Regions from separate parts of the Mus musculus genome. Here all the other regions are linked to region 1. Evidence: chromatin contacts called from public Hi-C, HiChIP or PLAC-seq and Micro-C data. All regions are on one chromosome and are shown on one strand. Each heading gives the region's core, a stretch centred on a gene start, on an enhancer-like site or on the middle of the called end of the contact. The rest is flanking DNA. Distances are from core to core; before and after follow the strand shown. Region 1 overlaps 2610035D17Rik (RIKEN cDNA 2610035D17 gene). Region 2 has its middle 99 kb from the start of Gm46301. Region 3 has its middle 120 kb from the start of Gm46301. Region 4 has its middle 120 kb from the start of Gm39467. Region 5 has its middle 100 kb from the start of Gm39467.

The links. Hi-C and Micro-C count contacts between places; a contact is called where the count stands out from the background. HiChIP or PLAC-seq counts read pairs in DNA pulled down with a chosen protein or histone mark.
Region 2: a Micro-C map of trophoblast stem cells shows a contact between it and region 1, with 5 times the contacts expected there. The contact joins two enhancer-like sites. A contact is called at or near these places in 5 of 484 Hi-C or Micro-C datasets (embryonic stem cells, stem cell-derived neural progenitor cells and trophoblast stem cells), 2 of 115 datasets of contacts at active chromatin or transcription factors (bone marrow-derived macrophages and neural tube) and 1 of 9 other capture datasets (embryonic stem cells).
Region 3: a contact with region 1 is called in an H3K4me3 HiChIP or PLAC-seq map of embryonic forebrain, with 4 times the contacts expected there. The contact joins two enhancer-like sites. A contact is called at or near these places in 22 of 484 Hi-C or Micro-C datasets (the AML12 cell line, the C2C12 cell line, MC3T3-E1-derived osteoblasts and 12 more), 4 of 115 datasets of contacts at active chromatin or transcription factors (astrocytes, craniofacial prominence, embryonic forebrain and 1 more) and 1 of 9 other capture datasets (embryonic stem cells).
Region 4: a Hi-C map of the N1E-115 cell line shows a contact between it and region 1, with 9 times the contacts expected there. The contact joins two enhancer-like sites. A contact is called at or near these places in 1 of 39 promoter capture datasets (the 3T3-L1 cell line), 17 of 484 Hi-C or Micro-C datasets (the 3T3-L1 cell line, the AML12 cell line, the N1E-115 cell line and 12 more), 1 of 115 datasets of contacts at active chromatin or transcription factors (pancreatic cancer cells) and 2 of 9 other capture datasets (embryonic stem cells and embryonic tail).
Region 5: a contact with region 1 is called in an HNF4G HiChIP or PLAC-seq map of pancreatic cancer cells. The contact joins two enhancer-like sites. A contact is called at or near these places in 1 of 15 datasets of contacts at CTCF or cohesin (large pre-B cells), 20 of 484 Hi-C or Micro-C datasets (the AML12 cell line, B cells, the STO cell line and 12 more), 2 of 115 datasets of contacts at active chromatin or transcription factors (large pre-B cells and pancreatic cancer cells) and 1 of 9 other capture datasets (embryonic stem cells).

Annotation. Positions count from the first base shown.
Region 1 is chr11:113,163,955-113,166,622 of GRCm38.p6, forward strand. The region is part of intron 1 of 2610035D17Rik (RIKEN cDNA 2610035D17 gene); the gene reads right to left. The region is part of intron 1 of LOC115487747 (a long non-coding RNA gene); the gene reads right to left. Among named protein-coding and RNA genes, the nearest start is that of Gm39467, 31 kb to the left of the region's middle. Within about 2 kb of position 1,362, at least 86 of the 459 cell types and tissues checked have an H3K27ac peak or open chromatin away from gene starts, as enhancers often do. A contact at or near this core is called in the N1E-115 cell line, the STO cell line, astrocytes and 5 more, where this site is marked.
Region 2 is chr11:112,958,480-112,961,147 of GRCm38.p6, forward strand. No RefSeq gene overlaps it. Among named protein-coding and RNA genes, the nearest start is that of Gm46301, 99 kb to the left of the region's middle. Within about 2 kb of position 1,307, at least 9 of the 459 cell types and tissues checked have an H3K27ac peak or open chromatin away from gene starts, as enhancers often do. A contact at or near this core is called in trophoblast stem cells, where this site is marked.
Region 3 is chr11:112,982,128-112,984,795 of GRCm38.p6, forward strand. No RefSeq gene overlaps it. Among named protein-coding and RNA genes, the nearest start is that of Gm46301, 120 kb to the left of the region's middle. Within about 2 kb of position 1,369, at least 47 of the 459 cell types and tissues checked have an H3K27ac peak or open chromatin away from gene starts, as enhancers often do. A contact at or near this core is called in astrocytes, cerebral cortex and embryonic forebrain, where this site is marked.
Region 4 is chr11:113,014,512-113,017,179 of GRCm38.p6, forward strand. No RefSeq gene overlaps it. Among named protein-coding and RNA genes, the nearest start is that of Gm39467, 120 kb to the right of the region's middle. RefSeq lists an enhancer at 1-450. Within about 2 kb of position 1,315, at least 37 of the 459 cell types and tissues checked have an H3K27ac peak or open chromatin away from gene starts, as enhancers often do. A contact at or near this core is called in the N1E-115 cell line and muscle stem cells, where this site is marked.
Region 5 is chr11:113,031,371-113,034,038 of GRCm38.p6, forward strand. No RefSeq gene overlaps it. Among named protein-coding and RNA genes, the nearest start is that of Gm39467, 100 kb to the right of the region's middle. Within about 2 kb of position 1,326, at least 40 of the 459 cell types and tissues checked have an H3K27ac peak or open chromatin away from gene starts, as enhancers often do. A contact at or near this core is called in the STO cell line and pancreatic cancer cells, where this site is marked.

The sequences.
Region 1 (2,668 bases), core at 112-2,611:
GGGGGCCCTCTGGCCCAGGGGAAGCTGGGAGTTAGCCTGCTTGGCTAGGACAGCTTCTCCAGGTTCCTCCTTTCCCACTGCCCTCCCCAGCTGGGGTGGGGTCACAACCTCCCTTAGCCCTGCCTGCCTCTGGACAAGTCTAGCTCAGGCCCCACACTGTGCCTGGCCCTAGGGGCAGGCAGATCTAGGAGGAGCAGCCCAGCCCCCAGCCCCCACCCCCACCCCCACCAGCCGGCTGCATTTGTTCCAGGGGGGCAAGGGTCTGGTGCAGTGACCCCTGGGACTCGCCTCTCAGTCACTGGCCCAGGCAGCTGGGAAAGGCTCTGACCTCCACAGAGACAGAGGGCTTCTGGGAGAGGAGCCCCAGAAGAGAGGCCTGAACTCAGAACCTACTCTGTTTTCCTGAGAACAGTCCTGGTCTTAAATGGAGCTACAAAAAGGAAAGCACTTCCAATCAGGAGCTTAGCTCTTCATTTGGCTTTCCCTGTAAGAGACAATCTTATCACCTTCTTCCAAACGCCCCCCGCCCCCCTCCCCCCCCCCCAAACCATAGCTTCAGTGAGACCCGGGTGACCCAAACCCCTGCCTCTGCGTACAGAAACCCCAAAGAAGGACGTGCTTTTAAAACAACATCTACAAACAAGCTTGTGAGGAAACCCCTTGGCTCCGCAGTGAGTGGGTGTGCACTGAAAACGGAATGAATGAAGTGACCCTGCTCAGGGGTGGAAGGGGTACACATTTGTGCAACCAGAATAGACCTCGGAGAGAACTATTTCTAAGGCAAACTCACGGAGGCTCTTTGTTTTCGGTCGCCCCTTGAAGGGTTTGACACAGAATGACTGCAAAGCTCATCTAGGAAAGAGTTTCCAATCTCTCCTCCTTCCTCCTCTTCTTCCCCCGCCCCCCCCTTCTCCTCCTTCTCCTCCTCCTCTTCCTCTTCTTCCTCCTCTTCCTACCCTTCTTCCATTCTGTGTTTAGCTAGCTTTCTCTCCTAAGTACAAACTCTAGACAAGAGTTCAGACTAGCTATCACTTCTGCCCCAAAGACAGTGATCACCACCAGGTCAGGATGCAGATGGCTCTAAACCGTTCTTTAGCACACTAGGGCGTCTGACCCGCTGCTGGGGAAGCTGCAGGAACACACAGCACAGAACACAATACCAACACCCCAAACTTCCTTCGCTGCAGGAGAAACTAGCTCTGAGCTCTGCATTTGTGCTCAAGCAGAACGGGCAGGCGTCAGGCGCTGCGCCCCACCAGCAGCCAGGGCACAGTCGGGCGCCTGGATGACCACTGCAGCTCAGCCAGGGGCCCGGAGGAGAAAGCAGGCACACGGTGGAGCCACAGCGCCATCAAGTGGTCAGTTTGCGAATGGTCGCGAGACGCATGCCCTGAGCTCAGGGACAATGTCCAGGGTTCCCAGTGTCAACTGTCCCTGGAGAAAACAGGGCTGCCAAGCCTTCATTCCAGGACGTGGGGCAGGAGCCTACAGCCGGACACCATCTGTCAAGGCATGCGACACCCTCCAGGGCTGACCTGGAATCTGCCCTGGAGGATGTTCGGAGACCCTGTTCCAACTCTGAGAGAGGTCATAACCCAGGCACCGCCCTCTCCTCTAGCAATGTGCTCAGAGCCTACAGGTTTCTCAAGAGCTATGGGGCAGAGAGGGCACCACCTGAGTAGCAGGCCTATCAGCCTGCCTGAATTATGCAGGGATGGGGCAACAGAGAGACAGCAAGGCAGCTGCGAGTCCAGGCTGTGGGAAGGAATGGAGCCTCCGAGTGGGAGTTGCCGCCTGCAGCCCTGACAGGCCATGGCTTTAACACTCCCTTCTGGAACTCAGCATTTAATTCCAAGTGCCTCCTGGGACAGATCTGGTCCTTGGAGTCAAATTACAGTCCAAGAAGGACTCAAAACACAAAAATAAAAACACATACTTTGCAAATAGAGGAGTGTTCCAGACCAGTGTATATCTGAAGACCTAATTATATTATTTTCCTGCACATTTATAACTATGATAGAATTTAGTATGAAAAGCAAATTAAGAGATTATCAATAACTATTAAACAACCAGAATAATTATAACAATACACTGGGGGGGGGGTGTTAAAAAAATCACTCAATATTTACAAATTCTTTATTTCTGAAATTTTCTACTTAATATATTCTGATACCGTTTCCAGCAGAAAATAGAGTTGCAGACATGAGAGGGGGCAGTGCTGTGTAAAGGCGGACAGAACAGTGGGGCGCCCTCTGTCCTAGTGCTGGCTCTGCACATGCAATCTCTGTCCTAGTGCTGGCTCCACTGCACACAGGACCTTGTTCAGCTTTCACCACAACCTTAGGAGATGGGTTCTTTTTATGATCTTTTTCTATAGGAAAGGCAGAACCCAGAAATGAAACACCCTACCCCTAGCTGCCCATTGGAGAGGGACAAAGCCAGGCCTGGATTCCAACACTGGCTTCCTGCCTCCAGACGCCATCCTCCCTCCCTCCCTCCCTCCCTCCCTCCCTCCCTCCTTTCTCTCCCTCCAGGGGGAACAAGGTTTTATCAGACAGAGATGTGCACATTTTTCAAGAGGGAGGGGCATCTTTGCAGACAGAGCTGGCTAGAAATGCCTAGCTAGGTTTGGGCATGAGAGATTGTGCAGGTGAGGGGCTGAGGCCTT
Region 2 (2,668 bases), core at 57-2,556, 210 kb before region 1:
TTTCTTCAAACACTCACACAGACAGCTTCTGCCAAGCATCTGCTCTGTACCCTGGATGCGAGGCAAGGATCCAGATGAGCGTTAAAGGACAGGTGTGGGGCTGGTAGACCCTAAGATGCTCTGTCAGACCAGTGATTGAGGAAATATTCCCTAAAACATTTCATCAAACCCCTCACCAGCAGTCAACCACATAGCCTCCAGGGAAAGAACACTCCGGAAGGTAAAAAGGGAAAATGCAGAGGGTCGAGGCAGACACCCAGTCAGGGAACACACAGACGGTGACTGTAGATGAGGTAGGAGGTGAGTATCCATCACATGGGTAAGACAAGATGTGTTTGTGTGTATAAGGTGTATGTGTAGTGGGGGCAGGGTGTGTTCAGAGAACAACCTCAGGTGCCAACCACCTTGGACTCTGAGACAAGGTCTCTCACTGGCCTGGAACTGGGATTCACCAAATAGGCTAGAGGGGCTGGCCAGATCATCCAGCTATCCTACCTTCTCTGCTTCCTTAGTGTTGAGGACACGAGTCCTTATTGCCAACCTGGCTTTTTATGTGCCTTCTGGAGATCAAGCTCAGACCCTCAATCACATAAGGCAAGTGTGTCAGCAGTTGAACTTGCCCCTCACCTCCGCCATCCCCGGGCCCTTAAACGTGATTCTTTTTCTTGCCTCGGCAACCACCGTGATGCCAGCTGCATCATGTGACCAGCCAAGGAGGTCATCTCCCCAGAGCTGAGGCAAGCCCAGTGTCCGGCCCTTGAGACTCCAGAACTGTGCACTCTATAAATCTCTTTGGCTCGGATGCACCTAGCTTCCCACTGTTTTGTTATAGTGAATATAGGAATACCCAAAAGGAACCACATTGGCTGGCCAGGACAGTGGCCTTACTGATCTAAGAGGAGAACCTCCCAGGCAGCCATGGGCTTCTGGGAATCTAGCAGAAACAGTAAGCTGACCCCAGGAGCTTCCTTCTAGTGGCTCCTCAATGATTTGTTTTTATGTTTTTCACTAGCATTTAACCAAGTGTTTTCATTATGACACTTCCATATGTGCGCATAACATACTTTGCTCATGGCTCCTTCTCTATCACTCTCTCTTCTTGCTCACTTTCTCTTCTTTTATCTGCCCCTTAGCCACCGAGCAAAGAAAGGGGCTAGGGAACCCAAAAGGCAGGCTGAGGTACCCTCCCCTCCCATCATCCTCTCTTTCCTTACCTCTGGTTTATTTGCATGTGATAGCCACAGCCACAGGAAGCAATGTCTCCATTTGCAACAGAACAGAAACCTTCAAAAGCATTCAGCAGGAAACACAGCGGGTTCCAGGCAAAGTGTGGGAGCAGAAAGGGAGCCTGGAAGCCATCTATGCAAATGTGATCCTCCACAGGGCTGCAGAACAGCACCCAAAGCGAAAAACTATTTGCCTGTGGCCTGGGAGGCCCGCATTCCTTCAAAAGTAAGAGGCTGTGAAGATCCTAGGAGCCAGAAGAGGGGCGGGATGCCCTCCTTAAGATAGAATCTTCTTGACAGAACCGGGAAGCTGCATCCAGGAAACTTCATCAGTATGTTTGCCTACATAAGCCCTGCATAATGCCAATAAATAAATAAATAAACAAACAAACAAACAAACAAACTTGACATATCATGCCGATGTAAGTGGGGACATTTCCCTAGGAACTAACCCTGGATGAGAAACTACAGGCAACCAGTGGCTGCTCAGAGAGAGAATCTGTTTTCTTCTTCTGGTGCACTGCCCTTAGGGACTCAGCGCTAGCAGCCATGACATCACCCACTGCGCCAAATGGAACACATTTCTAATGTCACTAAGTTCTGTATTTTCCCTACACAACATATGCACCCTTTAAAAGCCACCTCCCACCGCTGACCCCCTGCCCTCAGGGCCCTCTCTCTATCTCCAAGTCTTTCATTCCTCCCACCTCCCTCATCTCTGTTGCTCTCTCCCTCTGTCTGTTCCTCTCTGTCTCTCTCATGTCCTGACTCTGAAAAGACCCCACCTTTACTGACAATCAATCTCCCTTGTGAGATCTGTTGCATGGTGTGGCCTTTGTGACATACCTTGGGCCTGACCTGCCAAGGTACTCCTGCTGGTAAATCTGAACAGAACACGCCCACTCTTAGGTTATCCGATCCTGAGTGGTCAGTCCCAAAGACTGTGTGTGTAACACACACACATACACACACCCCATTCAATACCAGCTGAAGAGGAGGTCTTGAATGTGGGAGGGAACAGAGAGATGGACATGGGAGGGTATTAGAAGGGGAAAGAAGAAGGTGGGGGAAGCGATTTAAATATACTATCCATATGTGGATATATATATATATATATATATATATATATATAAAACATTTCTTAAGTGGAAAATGAGTCCATACCCAACACACACACCCCAACCCAAGCCTCTTGCCACAGCCCAGTGCTCCCGGGAGAGAGGCTCACTGAGTGAAGTGTGTTTTCAGGGTAGTAAGCAAGGATAGGAGCAGGGCTGTACATGCCCTGGGTGGGCAGTGCCCTGAAGCCTCTCAGCCTGGTGGATAGGGGATGGGTTGGCTGAAGGGCAAAGATTTCTGATAAACATTCCCCTTACTCTTTAAGGATAGAAGAGGTTTGTTTGGTTTGGGTTCCTTTCAATGTTTTATTTTGTTTTTTTAAT
Region 3 (2,668 bases), core at 119-2,618, 180 kb before region 1:
AGTTTCTGGAGCCACAGGGGGTGATCCTTATCTGGCTCAGTGTCCGAATAGATTTCTTGTGGCCTGGGACCAGCTGGTTGCAGGACACAGCTGTGTAGATATCCACATTCAGCAGGGGACAGGGGAGTTGGCCTCTTGTCCAGAGAGCCTCAACGACCCCCCTCCCAACACACCTCCCAGAATCTGGCACTCCACAGCCCTTCTAATGAGCTGTCTCAGGGAGGGGGTGGCCACTTTCCACAATATTTTGGCCACTGCTTGTCCGTCTTTAGAATTCTGTCTTCAGTTTTCCATGTACGGAGTGCCGTCTGCCGTGACCTCTCTCTCGCTGCCATCTCTGACGGCTTCTCATGCGTGAAACATATGTTTGTTCATTATTTTGTTGTCCACAGCCTTCCCTCAAAAACCGTCCTGCCCGGGGCTCCCTCCCCAGACCCTTTACCCCCATGTCACACATATAATGAATGACCATCCCTTCAGACAACAAGGTTGAAAACTTGTGGTCTCCAAGGCAACAGGGCATCCTGTGGTGGGGGTCCCTTATCCAGCCAGTAAAGAGCTAGGAATAGAGAAGTGGGGGAGGTCCATGCAGAGATGATATCATTCCTAGAGCCTGGAAGCAGCCAATCCTCTGACAAAGACATGATGTCATCTCCCCCCAGGCCCACCCCCTTGTGCCTAGGTAGCCCCACTGGGAATTCTAGACAAGTATTGAACTGAAATTGTATTGCTGAGAGAGAAAAGGGGTGGGGGTGGCAGTGGAGAGAGAGAGAAAAAAATCTATGGACTTTCTGGATGGCCCAGGCAGACACGACAGTCTTCACTAACGGCAGCCCCATAAAAATGTCATCAGCTCAGGCTCTCCTGCATTACAACACAATGATTTCTTTGGGGAGAAGGAAAAAAATTAGCGAAGATTTATTTTGCAACCACACCCCCGCCTCTCTTGGAAGAGAAATACGAACCCACAACAAGTTGTGAATGAAGAATGTGCAGGTCACACACACACACACACACACACACACACACAGAGGCAGAGGACATTTCTGGATGGAACGGGCAGACGTGGACACACTCATGGACACATTCACTCACACCCAACTAAGCAGCTCTGGGCCCCCTCTCAGTTGCCACAAAGATGGAGAATAGCTGTAGGTCACCAGGGTAGGAGCCTGGTCTGAGGCAAAGCTGACTGGCCTAGTAGAGTGAGCCACTTGGGGAACGGGGAGTGGGGGAAGAGAGGGGAGTCTGTCCCCAAAACAATGACAGCATCTAGGGCTTGGTGCCAGGCTCCCAGGAGAAGCAAAAAAGCCTGGCTTTGGGGAGGGGTGTAAGCTCATTAGAGAGCCTACTGAAGTGTTGCCACCAGGCAAGGACAGGGGAGGGTGTGTGGCCTTCCGCTGCCAGCTTTCTCTGCTGACACTCAGAAGCAGGGCTGCCTAGAAACTGGCACACCAAAGCCTCTCCTCCAAGTGCTACAAATGTTCCCAGGAGTCTAGGACATGGGCTAATATGTCCAGTGGCTGTGACCAGGCCAGAGTTGTTCCTGCCTTGAACCACGCAGAAGAATCTAGTTCTTCCAACAGGGTCTTTCTGGCTCTCTGTGCCTTTGAAGAAACAAAGAAGCGAAGATTTCCATATCCCCCATGCCCACTCATGTTTTATAGATGTGGACACCAATTCCCAGAGAAGGGTCCAGCCCAAGAAGTAATAGTCAGTAAAGCTAAGGCTAGACCCAAGGCTGTCTCCATCCTCCTCTTCATTACCCAGGAGGACCCCAGGACACAGTATTAGCAACTAGCACCCGGGGGTGATAGGAGTTATCCATCTCCACTGACCAACCATCTTTGTGCTAAAAGACCACAATGTTAGAATGTGTTGATAAGCATGTCTATCTTCCATGTTCCTATAAATGACCAAGACAGGAGACTCACTGTAGACGTGGCTATGCACACACACACACACACACACACACACACACACACACACACACACGCACACACGCACACACGCATGTGCATGAACCACATATACCAAACACACACATATACACTGAATTATAGTCACAAACATCACTTGTCAATGGAAGGGGTAGAGGTCACAGAGAAGAGTTCAGTTACACAGACAATCAATAACCCCAACAAGTACGACACAAAGAAACAAATTTGTGCTTGTGCTTTGTTTCTTTGAGACCAGGTCTTACTATGCAGCCCAGGTTGGCCTCCAACCTGGGATCCTCCTGCCTCAGAACACTGAGATGAAGTTGGGATCCTGGTCCTAGACAAGGAAGGAAGCCAGAAGAGGTAGGATTTGACCACTTTACCAACCGGACGGCATTCCATTCAGTATAAAGCAGAATCCAGGCAATGGGTTGACATGGCAGGTGAGGCCGAATACCCCGTGCATTTTCTGTGATGCTGTTTTCAAGCTACATTTCATTTGGAAAAGTACATGACAAAGCAATGGCTTGGAGATGCTCCTTATTAACAGCCCATAGTGTTTACCGGTGTGAATGAGCAGTGTGGTCTGCACCCCTTAGGGACAAGTTACACGCCACATGGTCCTTTACCCCTCGTATTAGTTACTTTTAAATGCAGTGCCCAAACTCCCTATAAAAAGTCATTTAAGATATGTGTTTCTTCTGACTAACCACTCAAGGGGCTGATGC
Region 4 (2,668 bases), core at 65-2,564, 150 kb before region 1:
CCGTGGCCAGAACAACTCGGCAGAAATGAGAGGAGGGGGGAAAAAAGTAATTAGTGTTTAATTTTTTAACAATTTTTAACTCCCTTTTTAATTGCTTTACATAAACCTGTCCTAGAATTTTACAGCCTTCAAATCTCTGTCTAAGTCTGGTCCCTTTCTGGTTTTAATTACACGGAGGCTTGTCTGGCACATTAAATTAGAAGGAAAAAAAATGCACACACAATTTCAGAAATATGTTGCTGCTGGACTCCCAACTGAACATCTAATATTTCAGTGTGAGAAGGGGAAGCGTGGCCTGGGAGAGCCAGGGAAGGAACAGATGGGGACCAAGGGACTCTGCAACACTGGTACGCCAACCGAAACCTGTCTGCTGGAATCCCTGGGAAGGAATGAGCTGTCTGGGGCAGCACCTGATGGCTTCTGGTGGCCCTGTGAACTCAGTGGAACTCACTTCCCCAAGACTGTGTGAATTCTTTCAGGCCTTGGGCAGATTTTAGGCTCTCTCTCTCTCTCTCTCTCTCTCTCTCTCTCTCTCTGTGTGTGTGTGTGTGTGTGTGTGTGTGTGTGTGTACACGTAGAGGTGCTCACGTGTGTACAGGAAGCTGTACATATGCTCGTTGCATGCATGTGGAAGTCAACCTTAGCTGACATTCATTCCTCAGGCACTACCCACCTACAGGGTTTTTTATTTTGATTTTTTTTGGGGGGAGGGGGGTTGTTGTTGGGGTTTTTGTTTGTTTTTTTGTTTTGGTTTTGGTTTTTTTTTTTTTTGTTTTGTTTTGGTTTTGAGGCAGCAGTCTCTCATTGAAACAAGTAGGCTAGGCTACCTCACCAGGAGCCCACAGGGATCTTCGTGTCTCCACCTTCCCAATGCTGGGATCACAAGTGTGTGCCACCTTGCCTGGACAAGCTCCCCACACCTTCCTATTTCTGGTGAGGGTTCCTGCGTTGGCCCTTGGGCCCTCTGATGAAGCTATCTCCCCTAGACATAGGCAAACTGCTTGAGTCTCTGCTTGCTTCTCAGCAGTCCATTGAAGGACAGCAGCCAGAGAGATAGAACGTGCATAGACCAGGAAGATGGGTTTCCTGAGTGCAGGTCTCCCGGGACGAGAGTCTCCAGGAAGCAGATCCAAGGCTGTCTGCACTCAGGTTTGCATTGTCTTCCCAGTGAGAGGCCATGTAAAGTCCAGAGCCTGCACCTCACAATGGAGCATTCTGTTACCCAGTATGGTGGCTGCCAAGGTAATGCAGCTATTAAAATTTTTACAAACGTCAAATACCATTGAAAGTTCCCTTTTTGGTTGCCCTAACCACATTTCAACTCACTCGTAAGGCTGGCAAAGTGAGCCCTCATGGGGGAAGGGCTCTGTAACACACTGGGTAGCACAGACTGGGGCATTTCCATCTCCCAGGCAAGCTCCTTCAGAAGAGGACAGGGCTACTCCTAACTGCTCCACTGCTCCGTGGTTAGTGGAGAGGCTGCTGGCATCGGAGCCAGTTAGAAAAGCAAGCACAAGCAAACCGGAACTTGCAGGGGGTTGGGGGGGGGGGCGGGGAATGAGTAAGTGAGGATTCCAGGGTGCTTGCAAGGCTGTGGCCTGCTGGCTGCTCAAGGGGCACATCTGAGTCTCCTGAAGTGGCCTGCGAGAGGGTGTGAACTCTGGGGTTATGTGGGACTCTGGACACTTTCTTTTTTCCTTCCCTTCCTTCCTATGCATGCGCATGTGCTTGTGTGTGTGTGCACGCGCACGTGTGCACATGCGTGTGCCTTCTATCTATCCATCCATCCACGTGCTTCTTGATGCCTGTGTGAGTGGTACCATTGGGCATGCCTCATGATGAACACGTGGAGGTCAGAGAGGCAGGGTCTCTTGTTCACTGGCTCAGGAGTTTCCTGTCTCTACCTCACCATAGTAGCCCAGGGATTACCAATGCTCTCCCTACATCGATTCCCACAGTTGTGAGGCAAGAGCTTTATCCACCAAGCTATATTTTTGTTTAAGTGATAGCTCTGGACCTCCACAGTTACATTTATTTCTTTAAACTTCTTAGGACCCTGATTTTATTAATAAATAGCACTGTCAAATACTGTCTTGCCAGAAAGACTTCCTTGGAGCTGCGTTTAGTGTAGGGAGTCCTGTCTGTCTCAGGAATGCTGGGAGGAGGGCGAGCTACAGTGGGGGGGGGGGGCAGGGAGGGGGGGGACAACCCTGAGGCATTGAGTAGCGTGACTGCCTGGGGCCAGAGCAGGCAGTGGTGCGTGGATTCCCTTCAAGATGAGAGAGAAGATGCGGTTGGGAGCCACATGCCATCAACTGACCTCAGAGCATGAACCTCACAGAGCCTAACCCTTCAGGCCCCTCAGGCCTCTGCTTGTCTTCATTAGCACTGAGGCCACACACCCCATGGGCAAGACCCTGCTCCAGCCTGCCCAGGGTTTCTCCAGGACTCGTGCTGGGGGGCAGAGCCCTGCCTGGCGCCTCTGGGCAAGCAGCTTTGGGGATGGAGCCAGGCCAACACTGGCTCCCCACACTCGGTCATTACCTATTGAGAACCCAGGAGTCATTACAATTAAAACACATTGCAAGGGGTTTAGGGTGGGGGTGGGGGTGGGGTGCTTGGGGAGGTCCCTTTAGGAAGGAACACTGGGATTAAAAGAAATTAGAGC
Region 5 (2,668 bases), core at 76-2,575, 130 kb before region 1:
CACACACACACACACTTTAATTCAGAAAGCTCAGCACAATCAGCTTCCCTGGCCTTGGCTTTCATCCTCAAAGCTGCTTTCCACAAAAAAAAAGAGAAAAAAAAGAAGATTCTAAATAGAGCGGAACTGAGCATGGGGCTGAAGCCGATGAAGTCTCCCCCTCCTCGGAGAGCTCAGCTCCCCACACAGTGGCTGTTCTACCCCCAGCACCTCTTGCTTAAAGCATTCTTGACCCAGGAGCACCGGACCCTGACCGGCAGGCACAAAGCTGCCACCAGTGGAGTTTGCTTCGGCAGCATTTTTGCTTGGGCGCCAGCTCCTCCCTCCCCGGACTCCAGGGCCTGTGTCTGTCCTGGAAGACAACATGGGGAGCTTCTTACCAACAAGGAATAGGAGCCTGAAACCTCACAACTGACTGCTGAGTGATGCTCAGAGGCTCAGTGAGCTCACCAGAACCTCCATGCTCCCAAGATGGAAGTCTTAGAGCAGAGACCACCATGTCTAAGAGCAGACCACAGCCCACTTCTGTGCTAGGTTGTTGGAGGATAATTTCTATAATGTCAGAGCCTTCCATTGTTCCCAGCTGCGCCTGTGTGTGCATCAGGGTGGTTTCTTAGCATTTCATGCTTGGTTCTGGAAGAATCTAGCCCCAGTACAGTCCCAAGGAGCACAGAACCCATAGTATTGTATGGATCTAGGCATAGCACACCCATGGTTTTTTGTACTTTACTCATTTGAGGTTTGTTCTGCCTTTGAGACAGGGTCTCATGTAGCCCTGGGTAGCCTAGAACCTTCTTTGTAGCCAAGAATGACCTTGACCTTCTGACCATCCTGCCTCCACCTACCAAGGCTAAGGATTGCAGTATATGCCACCACACCCGGTTGTATACAATGCCAAGACTCAAACACAGGTTTTTGTCCATGCTGGGCAGGCAAACACTCTGCAAGCAAACTGCTTTAGTCTCCACAAACGTCACTAAAATGCCAGCCAGGGTTTGTTAGGAGGTATTCAGACCCTCTACAATGCAAAGGTCATGATGTAACCAACTCATAACCCAGGTGCCAAGCCTGGGTTAAGGCAACAGACTTCTTTTCATAGTTTCAGAGAGTTCAGATAATGGTTACTCGCCCCCCACCCCCATGTGTGGCAGCCAGAGCACAGGGTAGAGATTACCTGTAGAATCTTTAGAAGTAGTCTGTGGGGGTGTCAGACTGGAGGATGGGAAGTGACCCAGCTCATCTGGAAGTTGTGACAAGATAGCCACCCCCACCCTCCACCCAAGCCACTTCCTGGTATCTCCACTGAGTAAACTCTTAGGCCAAACAGATCCCATGACTTGCCAATGAGTCAGGGCCACCCTGCTCTTCACAGCCTCTCAGAGTTCAGCCCCGAAAAGGCAGGGGCCGAAATTAACTTTGAAGAGAATGTGAGAATTACTAACACTTATCACTGGCATCGTGGGCATCCCTCCCTCCTTCTCCATGCCAAAATGAAAGAAAAACAGGGCTGCAGAGAATCCAAGCATTGGGTGGACAGAATACTACAAAATGTGCGGATAGGGGTCCTGGGCTACGCCACACATTTAAAGATAAGTAGACCACTTTCTCCTTTGTGGTTTGGGTTTGTGTCCTCTGGTCACGTGGGTTTCTGGTCCATTCTTTCTCTCTCAGATCTGGTTCAGACCAAGAAAAGATGGAAATGCAGAGAGAAGGAATGCTCTCCCCTCTGGTTGAACTGTTTTACAATAAGCTACCTGCTGGGGTCAGGAAATGTGAGATCTGGGGAATTTCAGCTCCCACAAAAACTCACACAGGGAAGACAGGCTGCAGTGCTCTCGGAGAAGAGATGCTCAACCCCACACAGCCCTTAGTGTCCGCTCCAGTTTTCCTTGGAAAACACATCTCTCTCCTGTTTCACCTCCTTCCTCCCTTGGTTCTCACTCAACCTGTGCTCAGAGCCCTCCCAGAGAGACAGCTTCTAGCCAGCACCAAAGATCTACCATACTGCCGCCGCCACTCACTACCAAGGTGCCTGGATGATGGGGCGAAAGTAGGGTGGGAAAAAGCCAAGGCAGAGTTGTTCCCTAGGCGCCCATAGAAAAACCTGCTTTCTTTGTAATTAGGTGTGTGATGCTCAGATCGAGAGAGGGGTGGCCAAAATCCAAATAAACCGTGAGCAGCAGAAACAGGCAGCCCTGCCCTGGGGATGAGAAGGGCGAAGGATGAAAGTTTATACAAACATGGAAAAATGGTCAGTATCAGAAGACAGAAAAGCCTGTGCTCCTGCACTGGGAGGACACTTGGTTTATGACAAAACTCCTTATTTTTTGAATGCTTTCCTGGCCCCATGTCCTATAAACAAACCAGCTTTTCCATTCTCTCACGGTGCCACGAAGGCTGAAGATTGAGCTGGCCACTGAAGGAAGTGTCACAGTTCCAAAAGCCCACATCCAGCCCACTGGGTCTGTGATGGGGTCTCGGTGTTGAAGTATGTGGAGGCAGGGAGTTAAAACTGGGGTGTGGACATAGGAGAAAGCCTGGAAGGTCTCTGCCTGCTTGCTACCCCCAGAGGGAAACGCCATGGAAAAGAGCTTTGAGTATTCAGCCTGTGTGCCTAAGACTGCATTTATAAGACACGGTAAGGATAGATTTAAGGAGATCTTGATAC